Regions from separate parts of the Zea mays genome. Here all the other regions are linked to region 2. The links are chromatin contacts, called in public Hi-C maps. All regions are on one chromosome and are shown on one strand. The core of a region is the stretch at or near the end of the contact, and the rest is flanking DNA. Distances in the headings are between cores, read along the strand shown. Region 1 holds the start of dsy2 (desynaptic2). Region 2 holds the start of LOC100285346 (RING-H2 finger protein ATL2L). Region 3 holds the start of LOC100280351.

The links. A called contact is a pair of places that touch in the nucleus more often than the background predicts.
Region 1: a Hi-C map of leaf shows a contact between it and region 2, with 5 times the contacts expected there. The contact joins the promoter of dsy2 here to the promoter of LOC100285346 in region 2. A contact is called at or near these places in 2 of 25 Hi-C or Micro-C datasets (ear and leaf).
Region 3: a contact with region 2 is called in a Hi-C map of tassel, with 5 times the contacts expected there. The contact joins the promoter of LOC100280351 here to the promoter of LOC100285346 in region 2. A contact is called at or near these places in 4 of 25 Hi-C or Micro-C datasets (bundle sheath, ear, endosperm and 1 more).

What each region holds. Positions count from the first base shown.
Region 1 is chr5:91,733,899-91,736,598 of Zm-B73-REFERENCE-NAM-5.0, reverse strand. dsy2 (desynaptic2) reads right to left here and starts at 1,411. Exons shown (of 13, transcript NM_001319706.1): 1 at 1,319-1,411; 2 at 346-426; 3 at 1-65. The coding sequence starts at 375. It overlaps LOC103626702 (zinc finger protein CONSTANS-LIKE 3), which reads right to left. Exons shown (of 3, transcript XM_008647090.2): 3 at 2,580-2,700.
Region 2 is chr5:92,094,162-92,096,913 of Zm-B73-REFERENCE-NAM-5.0, reverse strand. It overlaps LOC100285346 (RING-H2 finger protein ATL2L), which reads left to right and starts at 1,421. Exons shown (of 1, transcript NM_001158238.2): 1 at 1,421-2,350. The coding sequence starts at 1,456. The coding sequence ends at 1,998.
Region 3 is chr5:92,429,551-92,432,276 of Zm-B73-REFERENCE-NAM-5.0, reverse strand. It overlaps LOC100280351, which reads right to left and starts at 1,323. Exons shown (of 9, transcript NM_001153277.1): 1 at 1,086-1,323; 2 at 677-900.

The DNA.
Region 1 (2,700 bases), core at 162-2,661, 360 kb after region 2:
ACCTTAGGAAATTTACCAGACGGGTATTGGCTGCTGGTTAAACTCCAATGGTCACTCGAAGTAGCCTACACATTAACATGTATCATATGTTAACTTGTCAAAATACCACTCCCTCCATTCTACAATATGAGTCGTTTTGGCTTTTCTAAGTACATAGATTTTGCTATGCATCTAGATATATGCTATGTCTAAATACATGGCAAAAGCTATCTACCAAGAAAAGCTATAACGACTTATAATCTAGAATGTAGAGTACAAAATGGGGATAACCAGAGCTGAAAAGCTTAAATTAATAATCAGTGCACCCTACAAGGGTACAACATAGAAGAGGAAATTGCTACTCACTTTATGGATGTTTGGCAGCTCAACTTCCATTGGGGCAGCTACAGATATAACAATAATTTACAAAATTAACTACAGGTGAACCTGACAAATTGGGAAACAACTGCATGAAATAAGACTCTGAAAGCATCTTGTGTGATTAAATCAAGCTTCACAAATCACAGTCAAGTAAACGTCACTAATAAAACATGGGAAGAGGGATAGATTCAGCAGCAAAGTGCAGCAATATGAGCAACAGAGAAAAAAAAGATGTAAAAAAATAAGCATACTTCCTGCACATCAGCATTAACATAGGTGGATCATCAATGAATCTTGACTAACCAGGGAAATTAAAGCAGACAAATATCAAAGCAATATAACCATCAAATCCATAAACTAAAGCATAGAAATGACGCCTGAGGGAAATTAAAAGTAAACACTGTACATTGTCACAGAACCACTCAACCACACCATATGCATTTACCAAATCAACAAACTTATTAGCATTTATGGCATAGACCAGTGCATTGGGATACATTTCCACTCCAAGCTGATTTTGTTTTTTTTTCACTCGAATAACTGCTCTTGGTCCAAATTATGCAAATCACATATCACAGCTAGATTTGACCTGACCTCTGCAGTAAGACCAGAGATTCTTACTAGACCATTTCACACTACCCACGAGCATTAAAAGCATAGAAGCCCTTACCTACTCGGTGAAATAATTGACTAGTCCCTTACAAGCATATATTACAGTAGCATACCACAATAACGTAGCTGTATGAGGTAGCAGCGCACAGTGATCGTCTTCCTCAACCACGATCCACAGGGTGGAGACACTCTAATAATTATAGCAGGAAAATCGAATGTAGTAGCAATAATAGACGCATACAGTTTTAACTAGATCAGATTCGAATGTGAGTATCCAAATATCTTAAGTTAGGGTTCGGGTGCCCGGTTTCTCACTCCAGGAAGGGGCGAGACGGGGTGCACATACCTGGTTGGCTCCCGTCGCCTGAGAAAGGATCGGCGAAGTCCTAGAGAGGGGACGGACGAAGACCTGGGCACGTAAATTAGGGCGGCGGGCGGCGAGGTTGATCGCCTAGTTGCCGTCGCGAACGAGCGGGCGAGCGAGGGAAGAGAGCGCGCGCGCACTCGGGGTGAATGTCGGGAGAAAAGACAGGGAGTGAAGTCAGTGACTGACCGATCCCTAGAATTTTGCCTGGGCCTGGAATGGGCCCGAAAGCTGCCTTCTCTTAATCCCGTCAGCATGCCTATGCCCAGAAAACTGAAACTAATTGTCTCGTTAAAACGTATCCTCCCAGCCTCCCAGGGTACGCCGTACTTTTTTCAGCTACACTGTTCATAGGTATACATGTATAATTGTATATTCACATCTATAAACAATTAACACATGTAGCTAAACTCTATTTTTATAAACAATGAACCGAATTAACCCTTGTATCAAATAGAATGTTAGGATTGGGATGGAGGGTGCCCGGCAGGGATGAAAACATATACTTATTTGAATATTATCATCATCATTATTATTATAGATTGTGAATAAATAGGATATTCACATTCTTGTTTTTACCATAAACTTCAAATTTATCATATATTTTCTCAAATGATAGATATAGAATTCGGATCAAGATAAAGATTTGGTTATTTTTCACTCTTTTATTGTAAGGAGTAAATAATACATAAAACGATTTATACAAAATTTTGTTCTTATTTATAATAATGTGCTTGATAATATATTATATATAGGTATTATATTTCTTAAAACACTTTGGATATCCACCCTCATTCTAGATGCCTCGAAAGTCTCCTTGATGACTAAGAACTATCATTTGGTTGATACAAGGTTCGACGCATAAGATCCACGTCTGAAGCATGGACGTATCAATAATTCAATATGGACACCCATGGTACGCAGGATGGAAACAAGCATACTGCATACATACGTATCCTTATCATTCTCATGAAACATCAATTTGCATCAGCTAAATCTTTCTCCCTAACCTTCCCATACAAGTTCGATCGGCAGATCTCCTGCAAACCGCGTGTAAAAAAAAACTAACGTGCGCCAGCATTCGAACCATTCGCATACATAAACCGATACGTGCGCCAGCATTTCAAACGAACGCTAGGATCATAGGTTGAACTGCGTGCCAGCTAGGGGCTAAATCTGCCGACTGCCGTACGGAGCCTCGATACTCTCCAAAGTGGGAGTGGATTAAGCACATGCACGCAACTTGCAAATAGATCGAGAGGCCTTTCCAATTATAGCATAATACTACATCGATCAATCGAAACAGATGCTAAGCATCTCTTCCTGACCCAAAATTACACGGTACTACGTACTATTAGTAGAAC
Region 2 (2,752 bases), core at 172-2,671:
TTACGCAATAAAGATTGTGACATTGGTTTCTATACAGTAAGTCATCATATTGTGAAATTTGATACTAACGCACATATGAGGTGCATCTGGATTTGTCCTTAAATCCGAGTCCGCAGAAGCTCGACTGACCGATATGGGGTGGCGTGTGGCTAGCTGTTCGGGGACAAGGCTTGGCCAGCTGATGGCAGGGCACGGCCGAACGGGGGCGTCAACGTAGGGCACGACCATCAGTAGGGCGCGACTAGCCATGCTCACATGGGAGTTGGGACAGGGCACAGGTGCAAGCGCAAGCGCACCCATGCCGGTGGGGGGAGCTAGGCGCGCGGGGTTGAGGTCTCGTCGGAGCGAATCGACGCTTGCGGTTTGGGCTCCAGTGGGGCTTGGCGGCTTCCCTGCGCTGGTGCATCAGAGCAAAGGGCGACAATGACGAAGGAAAAGAAGAAAGGAGTAAAATAAAAGCGAACAAATCGTTATTTCTAGGAGGAAATGTGTGTCATATTCATAAGCTATTACGTGTAGTTAACAAAGTTATATCTAATACAAAAGGACAAAAATCTCCATACAATTTATTGAGATTTTACCCATAGTTATATTATAAAATTGTGATTTTACGCATGTTGGTGTTTTCCCAGTACAAAATAGGAGGATATTTCGGACCTTTTCATCTATTGTTTTCACTTTTTATTTTTAATTAATAATTCTGATTTTCACTAACAGTGTTGAGAGAGAGACAAACAGTAGCGTTATTTTCAAACATATGAGTAAAATCATAAATTTAAAAAACAAAGGGTAAAATCATAATTGCATGGCCAGTGAGGCAGCGAGGGTAGAGTCACAATTATCGTTTATTTCTGGCGATATGGAAGGGCCGTTGAACTGTATACTTGCAGTCCTCCATCAATTTGGTGAATCTAGAGCAAAAGATCCATGGTGAAGCTAATAATGTTTGGTTAAAAATGAATCTGATTAAATTTTTGGTGAATCTCAAGCTTCCCAAAAATCAAAGGTATTCGATTTTGACTAAATATATATAACAAAATACTAATATTTATAATGAATACTTAACAGAATTAGATAGATATTTTAAATATATTTTTATAATCGAATTACTTAATAAATATTTTTATTTTTACTGTAAATTTAGCTAAACTTAAAAATAATTTTCATTAAACCTAAAGAAAATTTATCCAACACGTTTTCTATATCGGCAGTTAATAAATGATAGGGAGAATACTTTGACTCGTTTAAATAATAATAAACAAATCCTTTACAGGCGTCGAGCTCACGGGCACGGCAAACCCGCCAACGTACCGAACGCGGCCAAAATACCGTGATTGGGGAGGGTCGGCCGAGCGGAGCCCCTGCCGTTCCAAATTCCAATTCCCGTCTTCTCTCCACCGATCCCCGCAGAATATTCCATTCCAGCCAAGGACGACGATCGCCTCATCCATCCAAATGGCCACGCCTGCTCCAGCCGGCGCCGCCATGCCCGAGCTCGCCCCGGGGCAGGGAAGAGAAGCCAAGCACGGGCGCGCCGGCGGCGGGCCACGCCAGAGCGCCGGCGCGCGCCTCCTATCGCTCTCCGTGCAGGCGGCCGTGATGGCGGCCACGCTCGCGGTCTTCCTCGTCTTTGCCGCCGCGTCCGCCTTACTCCTCCTCGTCCTCGTCCTCGCCGCGCGCGCCTTCCGCCGCCACCACCGCATCACGTCGCTCGACCTTGCCCCTTCGCCGCCGCCGCCTCTACGCGCGGGGCTCTCGCCCGTCGACATCCGCCGCCTGCCGAGCTTCGCCTTCCCCTCCACGCGTGGCGGCTCCGGCGACGAGACCGCCGCCGCCTCCCCCTCGTGCGTCGTGTGCCTCGATGCCGCGCGCGCCGGGGAGCGGTGGCGCGCGATGCCGGCCTGCACGCACGCGTTCCACGCCGCCTGCGTCGACCGGTGGCTCGCCAGGACGCCTGTCTGCCCCGTCTGCCGCGCCGCCGTCGCCGTCCCGATATGAGCTAAGGCCGACGCCGCGAACCTGCCCACGCGTGCCCTTCGTCCTGGTCGTGTAGTCATGGAGGCCGATATGAGCGGTGGCTGTTGTAAAGAAGAATGCGGGGGAAAGAAAAGAATGAACCCACGAAACCTTACCATCGCAGATACAGTACTTGCTATTTTGAATGCCAAAACTCCTCCTTGGATTGCAACATGTTACTTGTACATTACATGCTGCATTGGGATCCAGCATTAGAATTGGATGATCCAGCATCAGAATTGGATTTGATGTGATACTTGTGCTAATGTGCTGTACAACGATATTGTATCGCAGTGAGGTAGAAAGATTGGAGAAATTGTTAGAACTGATGATTATACTATTGACCCATTTATTTTCCAACTGCTAACTGTTTCTTTTGGTCGTCTTTCCGTTTTGGATTACCGCTGCCAAACCGGAGCCTGTGATTTGAAGATCTCGTCCTTTCAGATCGCTCCCGTGCAATGAACCTTACATGTCCTTTGTGCAGCTCATGTTTACGTTTAACCAGTGCAACTGTGCAATGCAAGTGGTGCACCCTAGCTCGTAGTATCATGCGGACTCCATCTTGAAAGCTTCTTTGCAGACTCTCCGTCTGTCCCTTCAGGATCTGAAACCTTCAGGATTAGGGCTGGAAATGGATGTCTGGAGATTCGAATTATCCGTATTCGTATTCGCTAAAACTGCTAATATGGATATCCGTATCCGTATTCGATTTCAATATAGATGTCAAATGGAT
Region 3 (2,726 bases), core at 74-2,573, 340 kb before region 2:
CTAGCATCGACGGCTCCGAAAAATCAAATGGAATACTAGGAATATAGTGGCAGGAGTAGATGCTAGAGTCGTGGAAGCAACTAGCTCAACTGGTACAGCCTATGGCCCTTTTTCGTTTTAGGTTTTTTCCAGCTTTGCTATTAGAAGTTGGTGAAGGCATCTTAGCGTCCAACTTTTTAGCCTATTTTTATAATAACCACTTTAATCAAAAAATCATACAAAATCAATATAAATATAGAATGTGTAGATTCATTGTAATAATATAAAACTATCACTTTCTACTTTTAAAACTCTATATAATTTTATCTTCCTCTACACGTAATCCTCACCGCACTCGGTTTCTCTCTAAGTCCGATTTTTTTTCTATATCTGCACGACACTCATATTCTCTTTGCAGTCTGATCTTTTCTACAGCCAGATCCTACAAAAACTCCCCATAAAAAATTGAACCGGCCCTGTAGCTTACTCGTAGTCGTAGAAGCCTAGGCTACTCTTGCAAGGTAGTAGTACATCATCAGCACTCGTTTCCATCCACACGCATTTTGAATGACTCCCAGACTCCGAAGCTGTTTCTGTTCGGTGCCGCAAAGACGGAAGATGCCCATGCAGATGCAACTAGCCAGAGACCGAAGAAGGTAACTAAACGGGTGCAGTCTACACGCTACGACTAACTCACCAGTCCCACTCGGCGTCGATCTGGCGGAAGTCGACGCCGTCGGCGACGACGCGGCGGCGGCGGGTGAAGAAGAGCATGTTGCCGTAGCTGAACCAGAATTGGTAGGTGAGGCCGCGCGCCGCGAACAGCAGCAACAGGTGCAGCCACCAGGAGCCGAGCGGCAGGCCCGCCTGCTCCCGCCATTCTTGCAGCACCTTCCACACCAGAGGCCCCAGCAGCACGTACTGCATGCATGTGTCCAGACATGTCAAAGAAGTATCATGTAATTGTATTAAAGAAACAGGACCGATCGACTGCAAATATAGATTCACGTATGCGCGTACGTGTGTATATGGTGGACACGCACGCATGAAGGGATGCATATGCACAGAAAGGGAAGGAGGAAGAAGGAAGGGTCAGTCGTCGTTGCCTTGTACTGGCCGAGGCTTGCCCATGGCCAGGAGGAGAGGGGCGGAGGAGCCATGGATTCGCTCCGACTCTGGTTCTGGGGGCGGCCGGCCTTGAGGGATGAAAGAGGCCGCAGCACGGTGCACTGTCTGAAGTACTGGAGGAGGAGGCCAGCGGGGAGAGAGAAGCAGACACGTACTCCTATCCTGTGTGTGTGTGTAATGCAGTAGTCGTGTTTGGGCTGCTCTCTTCGCCTCTCGTCTCGTCCGCGCGCTCCCGGCCTGACGCCACGCTCGCCTCTACTTATGAGCAGAGGAAGGTGGCGGTGGCCAAAACAAAGACAGCCAGCGGGGCCGGCTCGCAGTCGCAGAGCAAAAAAAATCTCTTTAAAGGCGGCCGGCGACGGACATCCTGCACCGCGGAATTTCTCTGCCATTAATCGATCGGCAGCAGCCGTCGTCCTAACGATGGTTAGATAGAGAGAAGCACACGACAGTGGCAGGAGGATGCTTGTTCATCATCATGGTCGTTAGCCGTTGAGGTAATGAGGGCCGGCCGGGTCGCAGTCGCAGCGCAAGTCAAACGCTCGTTGCTGCTGGGTGTAGCCGGTATACTACACGCGTAGAGAAAGAGAAACCGACGTGTGCAGCGCAGCCATGATGGCGCGGTTAGTTGGCGAATGGCAACTGGCAAGCTATATTATGGGCCGGCGGGCGGTGCCGCGTCCGTCCGTCCTTCCTTGTCCGGCAACGTACGCACGCACGCACGCGGTGGTTGCAGCTCGATCGACGACGACGTGGTCGGCGGGGCGGTCGGTCGTCGGGAAAGCAGAGCGCCATGGAGTGGAGGGACGGACGACTGCCGGAGCATGCATGGCTCGCCATGCCGTTTGTGACCAAGACCGGTGGAAGTGGAACTGTGGAGGCCACCGGTGTCAGGGGTCAGGATCAGCTAGCAGCGCCGTCTGTCCGACTGGTTGGGCGCGTTGCTGGCCGATTGGTTGTTTGCCGCAGCCGGGCGGGCAGTTGGCTGCTGGATCGCGCGCGTGCCTGCCGACGGTGGTACTGACTGGTAGGCTCCCTAGCCGCGCGCGCGCGCGCATATGGCGTGCACTTGCGATGTCTGGCCTTGAATGAAAGGGAAAAGGACCGGTGGCGTGGATCGGGCGAGGGAGGAGCCGCCATCGCCCCCGCGTGTCGATCGTACGCACGTATATCGTTCGTCGATCGTCGCCTGCGGGCCGTGTACACTACACAGTGCTAGCTCGGGCGGACCGCGCGTACGTAGCGTAGCGTACGGACCTGTATGTATTATTGCTGCACGCTATTACAGTATGCCAGAGTCACTCAGACCACGCATGCATATGCGGCCGGCCACGCACGGCCTCGCATGTGAGCCGACCATGTCTTGTCGTGCTCACACCGGCCCCCGCAGCCTGCAGCTGCAGAGCAGCACGGCCGGATCGGAGCCTACGCCCGGGAAACCGAGACGGGGGCAGTGCAGTGGTGGCGTGGGCACCGCGCGCGGCGCGGTACGAGTACGAGCCGTAGCGACAACGACGCCTGTACCGTCCCCGCCGTATGCATGCGCATGCCCCTTTCCCGATCCCGCCCCCCCGCGTGAATGTACTAGCTCGCTAGTAGTAGCAGAGCGCTAGCGCAGC